Linked DNA regions of Sus scrofa: region 1 is linked to region 2. The links are chromatin contacts, called in public HiChIP or PLAC-seq maps. All regions are on one chromosome and are shown on one strand. Each heading gives the region's core, a stretch centred on a gene start, on an enhancer-like site or on the middle of the called end of the contact. The rest is flanking DNA. Distances are from core to core; before and after follow the strand shown.

Region 1 (6,200 bases), core at 2,404-4,903, 340 kb after region 2:
TCTGGGAAGAATTCCTTTGAGATCTTGAGGTAACAGGTGGCCTTGTCTGTTTTAGCTTGTATGTATATTTCAGGGTTAATAAGTCTCAGCTAGAAAAATTAATAAAAATTTGACTCCGAATGAGAGGCTGGCCAGGACCTCATGCCCTAAAGATCCTTTGAGGTAATATTATAAGAATTTGACCAGATGTAAAGGAGAAACATTGTTAGGGTCTTTCTGAAATTCTTCATCACTTCCTACAAGCAGATTTTACAAGTTACTTACTATCTAGATTGTGTGTAATAGGATGTGTTATTAATGTCTTGTGTTTGGATCTGGAGAATGAGTGAGTCAGGTTTTGTATAACAAATGATCTTTAAGTCACTAGTATAGTATATGATCATAGGGATTAATATTAATCCTTGAAAGTTCAGAGATTGAGAGTGATGGAAAATGTGAAAGGGAAGTTCAGATTTTATCTTTGTGCCCAGATAATATTTATCAAGTGAGAATATGTAAATGTCTTTAAGTATTTGATTGAAAGACATTGGTGGGTGGGGACTTTTATGCCTTTTTTTTTTTTTCAGCTTTTACAGTGAAAATATAATACACACATAAAAATATGTAAAACACTTTACACCTCTAATACTTTTTCCCAAGAGTTCAGTATCGTATATGTTTAATAGAAGTTGGTGTAAACTCCCTGGTTGTTTTTCCTTGCTTTCAGAAATCTGTGACTGATAAGAATGATAAATAGAAAAACATGGTCTTTCCCACTTCTCACACCCCAGTGCACTCTATTTATAACCTTTAGCACTTGTTACTAGGGTTTCTGCAGGTGTATAGAAGAAGGTTTCATTTTGGGGGGTTATACTGTTTGAGATTTGGGACTTTGGGGATGTGATGAAACTTTGACCTTGACCCATGCTGGCAACCAAGGATTTAGGAGGAGTGAGTGCAAGAATGTAAAGCCCCTGAAGAGGCTGGTGTCTTCCACCCTCTCCTGAGTCCAGCAGTCTTCAAGGACTCCTCCTGCCATGTATGTGTCACTAAGACTCAAATGTTTTCCTATACACCAAAGGGGGCATAACACTTATGACTGAATCTGGTCTGAAGGCTTAAGTTTATTATTTTTTTAATTGACTTGTGAATGTGTTGTTCCCAGATCAGCACTGCTATCATGGCCTAAACAACTCCTTTTGCTTGGAAGATGTTGCAATCCTCTTTATCTGAAAAGGATTTTCTCTGTGACTCATTAATTAGTATTAAAGGCTATCTGGGCTGTGAGTAAAACACTGACTGAAATTACCACTTTTATTTCTTTTTTTGTTTTTATTTTGAGTCAGCTATCGATTTGGGTGAGAACTGTTAAAATGTTGGCCTTTTCAACAGGCTGGACTAAATGTTGAGATTTTCCTAGGAGTGGTTCAGTAGCTGCTGCTGATTCCCTGCTTCGCTCTTAGTTTTTTGAGCCCAATGATCTTACTTTTCCTTTGTTTCTCACTCGGAGATCTTTAAAAAAAAATGGGAGGCTATTCAACAGCTGGGATATAGCCTTTGGTTGTTGGGTTGTAAAGGCCTTAGTGCATTTTTGGCGCCTTCTGTCTTGGTGGGCAAGTTCCTGGTAGCATCAGCTTTTATGGTACATGCAGAACTAAAGAGAAGAGAGGGAACTCTAAAGGGGGGATTTTGCTTCTTTTTTGTAGTTGTGATTAGCAGGTTGATCAGAAGAGGAAGTAGACCATTTTAGCTAAAACCGGTTTCTGTTTCAGTTATAAGTTTTATTCCAAAGCTTCCATTTTTTAAGGCTGAAACAATGTCTCAGGTTCGAGGGTAAATTGCACTGAAATGGAGTTCAGATCTAGGGCTTGAATTTTGCTAACTTTACCTTGTGATGGGGAGGAGGTAAATCATTTGCTTTGAATTAACTCAGTCTCTTGGGGTTACAACGTAGCTTTTCTATTAGACATTGTGTTTAAGGTAATGTTATTCATACATTTATGCAGACCTGCACAAAGTGGGTATCCAGTAAATATTTTATGTTAAATTTATAAATTCAATATATCTAAAGAAGAGATCAACCTTGAAGCACACTAGTTTGAACCTGTGCATACTCTACCTTTGGCTGCCTCACAGACTCTTTGCTCTTGACATTTGGGGCTGGATTCTTTGGTGTAGGGGGCTGTCCTGTGCATTGTAGCATGTTTAACAGCATCCCTGGTCTCTACCTAATATATGCCAGAAAGACCTTTCCCTGACTTGTAGTAATCAAAAATGTATCTAGACATTGCTAAATGTCTTCCAGGGGAAGAATCAACCCAGTTGAAAACCGCCTTGGCTGTAGTCTAGCCAAAGGCCTATTTTTTATACCCTTAGTTAGCAGTTTGCATTTTAGAAAGTGATCAAACAGCTTAAGTCTAATACTCAAAGGGATAACTAGCATTTTTTTTTTCTTTTGATGATTGAAATGTATCCTTTCTCTAGCTGCTCAAAATTCACTTACATTTTTAGGGTTCCCATTGCAATATGTTACAGAAAACACAAGGGTAGATTTTGTTCATTTGGAAGCTAAAAATGGAAGGTTGCTATAATGACATTAATTTTTTTAAAATGGATATAGTTATTATTCTGAGAAAAGCATATGGTCAGGTTAAAGTAAATAGATTGTCTTTTACTTTCCACAAGATGAATTAGAGATTAGCAGTAGTCTGGATTTATTCCCCTTGCCCTTTTAGCATTGAAAGGTAAGATATAATGAGTAGTAATAAAGTAGCATAAGAGGCATGTGTAAAATAATTCAAGATGCCTGAAATTTTCTCAGACAAGCGTTTTACTTTCTTCAGTGTATTACTTGTTTTATTTCTGTTAATTCTGATGATTCTGGTTACTGTATTTTGTATTCCTTCTTGAGGTTAGAAAGAGCAGGGAAAGAAACTGGAAAATAAAGTGGATGGAGATTTCCTTCCTGTTTGTTTTATTTTGTTCTAAATAGCCTTTTTTAAGAAAGGGGGAAGAGGTGAGGGTAGAAAAAGAATGAAGTTGTGGGCAAATAGTCTCATTCCTTCCCTTTTGAACCAAGGTCTTTGGTCTTGAACTCTGCTGAAGTCAGCTAACTGTGGGCCCAGTCTTGCCTGCCACCTGTTTTTGTAGGGCCACAAGCTGAGAATGATTCCTTTTTTTTTTTTAATGGCTTCACACACCATTATGGTATATGGTATATGGAAGTTCCCAAGCCAGGCATTGAACCAGCACCTTCATAGTGACCCAAGCCACTGCATTCGAATTCTTAACCACCTGTGCCACTGTGGGAACTCCAAGAATGATTCTTACATTTTTATTTTATTATTATTATTATTATTTTGTCTTCTTAGGGCCACACCCGCGGCATATGGACATTCCCAAGCTATGGGTCTAATCAGAGCGATAGCCGCATCACATCCACAACAATGCCAGATCTGAGCCGCATCTGCACCCTACACCATGGCAATGCTGGATCCTTAACCCACTGATCAAGGCCTGGGATCGAACCTGTGTCCTCATGGATGCTAGTCAGGTTCATTTCTGCCGAGTCATGATGGGAACTCCCTCTTACGTTTTTAAATGGGGAAGTATTTCATGACATTGACACACTTATTCCTCTGCAAGTTGAATCGTCTCTGGCTGCTTTTGTTTTATAGGGGCAGAATTCAGTAGTTACGTAAGGAATGGTGTGGCTCACAAAGCCCAAGCTACTTACTGTCTGGCCCTTTGCAGAAAAAGTTTGCCAACCCCTGTTTTAAACTTTATTGTTAATGTTAGAGGCAAATAGTATGGTTAGATCTGTTGAAGCAGAGGTTAATTAAAACCAAACAAAATTCTCATAAGCTGGTTATTAGATAAGCATTACTCAAACTAAACTTAGTGTTTTGAGAGTGTAGTTGGAAACTCGTGGTATCTATGTGTTTCATAGATTCCCAAGCACCTTAGGGAACTTCTAGGCTAGAGCATGGATGTGCTTGAGATGTTGAATTTGTTTTCCCTTCTATCACCTGAAGATTTCGCACTCCAAGACCACTCTGGGACAGAGGGGTTCTGAGACATGAACTACGCAAAATTGATCCAGTCTGGAAATTGCAAACCGTGACTTTATGTATCTTGGGTTTGCTGAAATTCACAGAATGGTGAAATTTAGAGCCTATTTAACTGCCTAGTACTGTGGAAAGAGAACATGGGTTCAAGTATCTTCGTAGAGCATAGATTTAGGCTAGAATTTGGCAGACCTCTCTGGGCCCCTGAGGGCTGCTCAGCTTGGAGGCAAAGAACTAACTACCAGGATGTCTGAAGGGGCGCTGAGATACTCTTCTTATCCAGGAGTCATTAATTCCTGTTAATTTTGATTCTTCTTCATGCTTCTTAGCAATTATATGTGACTTTCATCATTCCTCGTGGCACCGGCCACCATCGTATTTGTGTCCTCAAAGGTTTTATTGTCATCCTCAAAGTGCAGCACACTTAGTCTGAACAAAATGAGTGTAATGCAGCTCACTGAGTGGTGGTGCAACGTTTAAGTGTTTTTTTTTTTTTTAATTTTATTGAAGTATAGTTAATTTACATGTTGTGATATTTACTGCTGTACAACAGAATGACTCAGTCATACATATACACATATCCATTATCTTTCAGATTCTTTTCCCACATACATTATCACAGACTACTGGGTAGAGTTCTCTGTGCTGTATAGCAGGTCCCATTGGCCAATCATTCCATATACCACAGGGTGCATATGCCAGTCCTAAACCCCTGATTCATCCCGCCCACCCCCCCATCCTGTCCCCTTTGATAACCATAAGTTTTTCAAAGTCTGTGAGTCTGTTTCTGTTCTGCAGATAAGTTCATTTGTATCCTTTTTTTTTAGATTCCTCATATAGGTGATATAATATGATGTTTGTCTTTCAGTGTTAAGTGTTTTTTTTTTTAATTATTTACATTTGTTCATTTTTTTGTACTTAAATGGATTTCCATATTGGCTTCCTTTGCAAGTAGTCACCTTCAGAAATCCAGAGAAATTAAATGCTTTTTGCAAAGGGAGAGCAGAGCCCAAATGGGACCTGATCCTACCAGTGAACCCCATTGTCCTAAATCAGGAGTCTGGAGAACTAGGGAACTTGCAAATTTTTTTTTTTTTTTTTTTGGCTACTGTTTTTCTTTTTCAGTTAAACGTGTTTCTTCCAGGACTGATGATACTTTCTTTTGTAATGGCAAGCTCTTCCTCTTCAGGGTGAGGCTGTACTTTGGGACCTCAGAAGTACTCTGTAGCATTTACTCTCTTCTTTTAGCACAGGTGTGGAGGATTGTGGAATTTATAGATACTCTTCTTCATGATAACATTTTTACCTGTGAAGCATAGAGGGTGGAAGCCTAAGAGTATGAATCCTTCTCAGAATTATTTTCTACAGTAGAAAATCCTGAATTTGGAGTTCCTGTTATGGCTCAGTGGAAACGAATCTGACTAGCATCCATAAGGACACAGGCTCAATCCCTGGCCTCACTCAAATGGGTTAAGGATCTGGCGTTGCCATGAGCTATGGTGTAGGTTGCAGATGTGGCTCGGATCTGGCAAGGCTGTGGCTGTGGCTGTGGCTGACAGCTGTAGCTCCAATTCCACCCCTAGTCTGGGAGCCTCTATATGCTGCAGATGTGGCCCTAAAAAGACAAAAAAAAAAAAAAAAATTTCCTGAGTTTGTGTTTTTAGAATCCAGTAAGGTAGTCATTCTCTTAACAGTCATCAGTACCCCCTTTAAAAGTCATAATATGAAAAAGTCAGACAGAATTTTTGGAGTTTGGAGGGCCTTTCCAGGTTAGGTAATTTTTCAGATAAGGATACGGACATGTACACAGAACCTCAGCTGTTTTTGCCCCAGGTCCCATAACTAGTCATAACATAATTGGAATATGCTTATTAGCCTATAATTCAGTGACATTTCTGTTGTACTACAACCAGCATGTATTCGATGACTCACTGCATGTTAGGTACTATGGAAATTGTGATAGACATACTAGATATGTTGCTTTGATAGAGCTTCTTAGTTATTTGAGGAGACACAACTGCCATTTGTGAGACAATTAGAGACAATTGTTACTTAATTATTTCTTGAAAGAGTTAATTTTAAAAAGCTAGAACAGTGCCCGATACATAGCAAATGCTCAATCAATGCTAGTTATTAGCAATGAACAGAGATTTA
Region 2 (6,623 bases), core at 1,338-3,837:
GCATATAGAAGTTCCCAGGCTAGGGGTCTAATTGGAACTGCAGCTGCTGGCCTACACCACAGCTATGGCAATGCCAGATATGAGCTATGTCTGTGACTTACACCACAGCTCATGGCAGTGCCAAATTGTTAACCCACTGAGTGAGCCCAGGGATCAAACTTGTGTCCTCTTGGATACTAGTCGGGTTTGCTTCTGCTGAGCCACAACTGGAACTCAAATTTGAATTTTTAAGCCCTGATCTTGAGTAGTTTCCCTTCACAACTGAAATAAAATCCCAAGTTGCTCAATCTGGCCTACAAATCTACATGATACATGCTTTCTTCGGACCTCTTCTCCAAATGTTCCTATGTTCCTCCTCACTCTCCCCTCCATTTACTCCTACTATTCCTTCTACTCTTGGAGCACATGGAGATCTTTCCACTTTGGGGCTATTTCCTCTACCTGAAGTTACTTTCACTAGACTTTTGCATAGCCACTCCCTCCTTGGTTTTCAGGTCAGACTAAATGTCACTTCTTTCAGGGAAGCCTGTCTTGACCACCCATTTCAAATAACTCACTAGTCACTGGCTACCATAATTACTCAGCTATTTTCATTACAAAACTTATTTCTAATTATCATTTTCTTATTTGCCTTATTGTTAGTCATACTGTCACTAGAAAATAAGCTTACAGAATCAGGGACAGAGAAATTAATGGCACAGATAAAGAAAACAAGAAAGAGATGCAAGAAGCATTTCAAAACTATAGGGAAAAGGATCACGTAATAAATGATGTTGGGACAACTGGGTATCCACCTGGAGGGAGGGAAGGAGGTTAAATCTCTATCCTTATTTACACTTAAATAAATCCTAAGTCTACTTTTCAAAAAAAAATGCATGTGCACCTCCCAAAACCACTAAAACAAAAGTACTAAAAAATCATGAGAGAAAATTTTACAAATATCCCAGTGTCGCATGATGCAAAACCTTAAGGCCATAGGTAAACAAACTGTTAAATTTCACAACATACATATTAAACACTCATGCAAAAGACAAAACACCAAAAACTGGAAAACAAACACTAAAGAGAAAAATCTTAAATTATAATATATAAGATCAAAAAGGTATTTCAAGGCTGCAATGACTGAATAAAAGGTACTTTTTGAATTTATATTAAGAAAACTATAATAGAAAACTACATTACTCCACGGGATTTTCTTACTCATTTTATTTAATAAAAAATATTTGTTAGTATATCAGAAGCAGGATAAAATTAGAGCATAGTCTTGGTGAAATTTAATGTTAGTTTGGATTTTAAGATGAGAAATAATGTTATATAACAATTTACAACTTTCAACTTGAACAGCTCTATTCATTCTAATAATGTACATTTAACTTCAGGAGTAAAAATGTTTATGAAAGAGATATAGACAATGCCCAAAATAAGAATCAACACATTTTACAAAAAAAAAAAAAAAATGAGTTCCCGTCATGGTGCAGTGGTTAACGAATCCAACTAGGAACCATGAGGTTGCAGGTTCGATCCCTGCCCTTGCTCAGTGGGTTAACGGCAGCATTGCTGTGAACTGTGGTATAGGCTGCAGACTCGGCTTGGATCCTGCGTTGCTGTGGCTCTGGCGTAGGCTGGCAGCTACAGCTCCGATTCGACCCCTAGCCTGGGAACCTCCGTATGCCGCGGGAGCGGCCCAAGTAATGGCAAAAAGACAAAAAAAAAAAAAAAAAAAAAAAAAGAATCAACACATTTTAAATACATAGAAACACTACCTCTTTATATAGCTAAACTCATCAATGTTTCTCTAATTTCATATCCTAAACTACACTTTAGAATAACAGGTTTATAAGAGTCTAGTAAAATCAGAGTAAGTAACATAAGAAAATGTGCTTATTTTGTTACATTTTAAATGTCTAATATGTAAAGATACTGGATGTTTTCCTTTTGTGCATAAAAATTAGGTCCATTGAAAAATTAAGCCCCAAATGGCTTTAAAAAACAAAATAAAAATAGAAGTTTCTTAGCAGCAGATCCCTCTTCACACCTTTATGAGAGTGTTAGGTTTCAAGTCCCCTTCAAGAGGACTGAACTCAAAGCCTCTGGACAAGACAAGAATTACCAGACCCTTATCACCACCCCACAGATCTCACTGTAGTGCCCCTTCCCCCACCTTGAGCTACTGGCTTACCCCTTCCTACTCCCTACTAGGAAAGGAATGTTGCCCCACTCTTCACCCAACCTCTACAGGGGCAATAAGAACATGGCAGGCACAACATCAGGGGACTCTCTGGGGAACTTCCCCCCATAACCTGTACCTCACGCAAATAAGGCATCCTGCCTAAGCCCAATTAGGGAATCAAAATGCCCTACCTGCAGACCAATCAACGCCCTCATACATACACAGTGGGCTAGGGCAACAATAATCAGTGGGCCTGGGGTGGAAGAAATCATGTCCCCACTCAGGTATGTAGTATGGGGATATAAGGGAAATCCAACTGTAAAGCAGGGCCAGTTCCTACTCACAGGGTGTCCGCGCTCTCTGAGAATGTACTTTCACTTTAATAAACATGCTGTAACGTGCCTGCAGTTTCAATTCTTTGCTGTTGTGGGCAGGACCAGGGCAGGGACTGATGAAACAGCATAACCAGAACTTGTGCTGTGCAGTAACCCTTGTGGTGACTCATTTTGTCTCCTCCTAGACTGGGAAACTGGGAAGGGCATATACAATGTTGTCTCTAATCACTGTAGCCTCATTCCCTGTAGCAAGTTCTCGACACATAATAGGTGCTCTCTATGTGCTGCAAATGTAGTAATAAAACCTTGAAAAATAATCTTTTAAAAGTCAAGTAATTTAGACATTAAGTCTGGAACAGTCCTTGGAAATGTTTGTAATTCTAATATATGCCTACAAGAAGTACTTTTTTTTTCTATTATACAGCTATCAAAATAACTGTTACTTCAGATACTTAATATAAAACAAATATACCAGTGAAAATGCTGTAGTATATGAAATAAAATTAATTTATCAGTTCTTTAATTCAAAAAAGAAGAAAACTAAAATAAATCATGCTGAAGCTAAACAGTTTATAACATCATTATAAACAATTCTTGGCTACATATTTTGTTTAAACATTTGATTCTGTCTTTCATGACTCACTATAACAGAAACAAAAAAATAAGGCTACATGGCATATGCTTTCAATATGTTACATAAAGTTTATTTACCATTTAACCCCAAATTTGTCAGGCTACAAGAGCGGCACTGTGCTTGGCCAGAGATTACTTTTGACAAAAGTAATCTTAATCTTAAAAAAAAAGATTCATAATAGGATGAAAAATATCTTTCATTTTTGTGTAGCTAACAGGAGAAACAAATATTCCCATGGGAATGTAAGTATATAATGTTTAAATTTAAATGCTTAAAAAGCTTTGAAAATCTTTCTGTAGTATCTTCTTTCTCCCTACACATGTACACATATGCACATCACACACACCATATGTAATACATTCACAAAAATTTACAGTGTCAATGCCCTTTCTTCATTTTGGTAATTCAAAAATTGACAAAATGCCATTACATCATTAAACAGTAATTTATGAGGCTTAAAATGTCATATTATCTAATCAAGTCTCCAAAGGGTCAATTCTAAAAAAAATATCTAGTAGATGGAAAATGTGGAAGCCCTACTACCACTACTACCAATGTCATAGGTATTTCACCTGGGAAGGAAAATTGCCTATCTGCCCTTTCCTTTTGAGCAATTTCAGCACAGTTTGGAGGAAATGAATGCTGCTGCTGTAACAGGAAGCCAAAAATGCCCCATCATCTATCCCCGCAGTCTACTTCCAATGGAAAATCTTGCAATACCACCAGCATCATATTTTCTTGATTATAGGCTACGCTGTTACTTCAAAGCCTCAGATAAAGAGACTGTTACTCTCTATATGGTCTATGCTTCATGATTAAAGATCTCTATTCCTCAATAACAGACACTAAATTTAATAATATTACTGGAAAAACAATATTAAATTTACCAAGACATATTAATAAACAATACTGAATATTTTAAAGAAATTTTCATTAAAATTTTAAAATATGCTATTATGTAATCATGCATCATAGAATTTCCTAAGACATAAAGAAAATGAAAGGCAGACAAATCAAATTAAATCCCTGAAAACACTAACTACTCTGATTTTACAAATCTGAGCTGCTTTCTTAATAAATCAGCAATTCAAGTATCCATTATTAACAGCACAGAATATTAAATCTTCAGGTTAACACCAATATTTTAAAGGGCTGATGCTTTTGTAAAATAATACAGCTATTTATTACAAGAAATTTATTTTATAAAATTTTGGAGAGCATTCCTAGTTAAATTTTTTTTTTTTTTTTTTTTTTTTTTTTGTCTTTTTGCCTTTTCTAGGCCGCTCCCATGGCATATGGAGGTTCCCAGGCTAGAGGTCTAATCGCAGCTATAGCTGGCACCCAATGCCAGAGCCACAGCAATGCGGGATCCAAGCCGCATCTGTGGCCTACACCACACCTCATGGCAACGCCAGATCCTCAACCCACTGAGCAAGGCCAGGGATCGAACCCACAACCTCATGGTTCCTCGTCGGATTCGTTAACCACTGAGCCATGATGGGAACTCGTTAAATGGTATTTAAATCTATTTTCATTAACTGTTTTTACAAAATTACTATTTCTGACATTGCCAATTGTGTAACTAAGTCTCTGATAAAATGATATACAGTTCCATATGAGATCAGTGATCATAACAGTATAACTCTAGATATGAGAAAACACAATAAGGGAATAATTTCTTGGACCATAACAGCCTAGTAAGACAGGTGGTTCAGAACCTGTGGCTACTGTTAATAAGGCCTACTCCAGTAAGAGCATATTGAGTGGCCTGTCAACAAAATCTTCGCCAGACTTGGGAATAAGCATTCCTGGCACTGTGGGACAAAATGGACAAAAAATGCCTCGAAAACGCAGTCAAATTTATGACCATGGGGGAGCCCTGTAAACTGGAGATTAACATTCTTAGTTAAATGGTATTTAACTGGTTTTCATTTTATAACTTAAGACACACATACATTTACGTAGTTGCTAAGCTTTAGGTATAAATTCTTTTTTTGGGGGGTGGGGGGAGCCTTTTAGGACCACACCTGCAGCATGTGGAAGTTCCCAGGCTAGGGGTTGAATCAAAGCTGTAGCCTGCCAGCCTACACCACAGCCACAGCAACACCAGATCCAAGCCACGCCTGTGACCTATACCACAGCTCACAGCAATGCCAGATCCTTAACCCACTGAGTGAGGCAGGGATCGAACCTGCATCCTCAGGGATACTAGTCAGGTTTTTAACTGCTAAGCCACAATGGGAACTCCATAAACTCATTTTTAATAATTCTAATTGTATAGCATATGCTTAACATTTCAAATCCCTATCTTGAAGAGGTAAAGTATGAAGGAAAGTAAATGAAATTTGAATCAAGAGTTGAAAAACAAATAGGAATTACAGTTTACAAAATCAATAGTACCCTGTTCCATATCATGCAGATGGAAAGATGGAATTCCAGCATGTAAGCTGAAGAATTGTTTTTTTATTCTAGTAAATTTAGTGTTGATTAGTGGAAAAAAATTATTAAATTTTCACTAAAAATTGAGTATTTACATAAAATGTTTGTAAAGTCAATACAGCTGTAAAAGCCTACAGAAAAAAATACACAAGTGTGATGATGCTTAACTTGAAATTCCAAAAGACATCTCAAAAATACACTACTGTCCAGCAATTACTGTACACTCAGTATTGTCCAGCTCTCTGAAAGCCCATTTTCCACCTTTTTTTTTTTTTTAACTTCTTATCCTCTCCATCTCTCAACATCTAGTAACAACGAGAATACTCAAGTCACTGGAGAAACATCTACCTGTTATCTTCCCACTTGTTACAATGGAAGAGTCTCTGCCCCTACACACCCTCTCCCTGAGCTCTGATCCAAACCCTTCTCATCTTCTCAAGAGCTTCATTCTGTCCTATCAGTTATCATAGTTATCAGTTACTCTCTTCTTCAACATTCTATAAGCAAACATTCATGCTTCCAGTTTTTTAGGGGTTAGGACAACACTTTTCTTGGCCTCAAATCCACCTGTGGTCACTTCCCTTTTGTAGAGAATCAGGCATGGTGACTATATCCACTTTCAGTTCCCTTTATTTTGTAACCCCCCCCCTTTTTTTCAAAGACAAAATATATACAATCTAGTTAAGTTTAAAGCATATTATATTGAACATTCATAAACCTACCACTCAAGCCAGGAACTACAAATTACCATTGATTAGCATATATCATGTGTTCTACAATTTTCCTATCCCCTGGCCTGATCCTCCAGAGAAAAGTATTATTTTGTTGATGCTATCGTTATTCCATTGCTTTTTGAAAGGTGTTTTCACTATTCTTGTATACTTAAACAAGATATTTACTACTGCTTGTTTTTAAGCTTTATGAAATAGATATCATATACATTTTTCCAGGAATGGTTGTTCTCACTCAGTACCCTATCTTTAAGATTCATCCATGTTTTGCAAGTAACTGTGGCTCATTCATTCCCATTGCTGTGTAATACTCA

What was found. HiChIP or PLAC-seq counts read pairs in DNA pulled down with a chosen protein or histone mark.
Region 1: an H3K27ac HiChIP or PLAC-seq map of alveolar macrophages shows a contact between it and region 2. The contact joins two enhancer-like sites. A contact is called at or near these places in 1 of 5 promoter capture datasets (liver) and 1 of 2 datasets of contacts at active chromatin or transcription factors (alveolar macrophages).

The regions. Positions count from the first base shown.
Region 1 is chr2:114,680,673-114,686,872 of Sscrofa11.1, forward strand. The region is part of intron 1 of MAN2A1 (alpha-mannosidase 2); the gene reads left to right. Among named protein-coding and RNA genes, the nearest start is that of MAN2A1, 8.0 kb to the left of the region's middle. Within about 2 kb of position 3,654, at least 1 of the 83 cell types and tissues checked has an H3K27ac peak or open chromatin away from gene starts, as enhancers often do. A contact at or near this core is called in alveolar macrophages, where this site is marked.
Region 2 is chr2:114,344,269-114,350,891 of Sscrofa11.1, forward strand. The region is part of intron 7 of PJA2 (E3 ubiquitin-protein ligase Praja-2); the gene reads right to left. Among named protein-coding and RNA genes, the nearest start is that of PJA2, 330 kb to the right of the region's middle. Within about 2 kb of position 2,588, at least 42 of the 83 cell types and tissues checked have an H3K27ac peak or open chromatin away from gene starts, as enhancers often do. A contact at or near this core is called in alveolar macrophages, where this site is marked.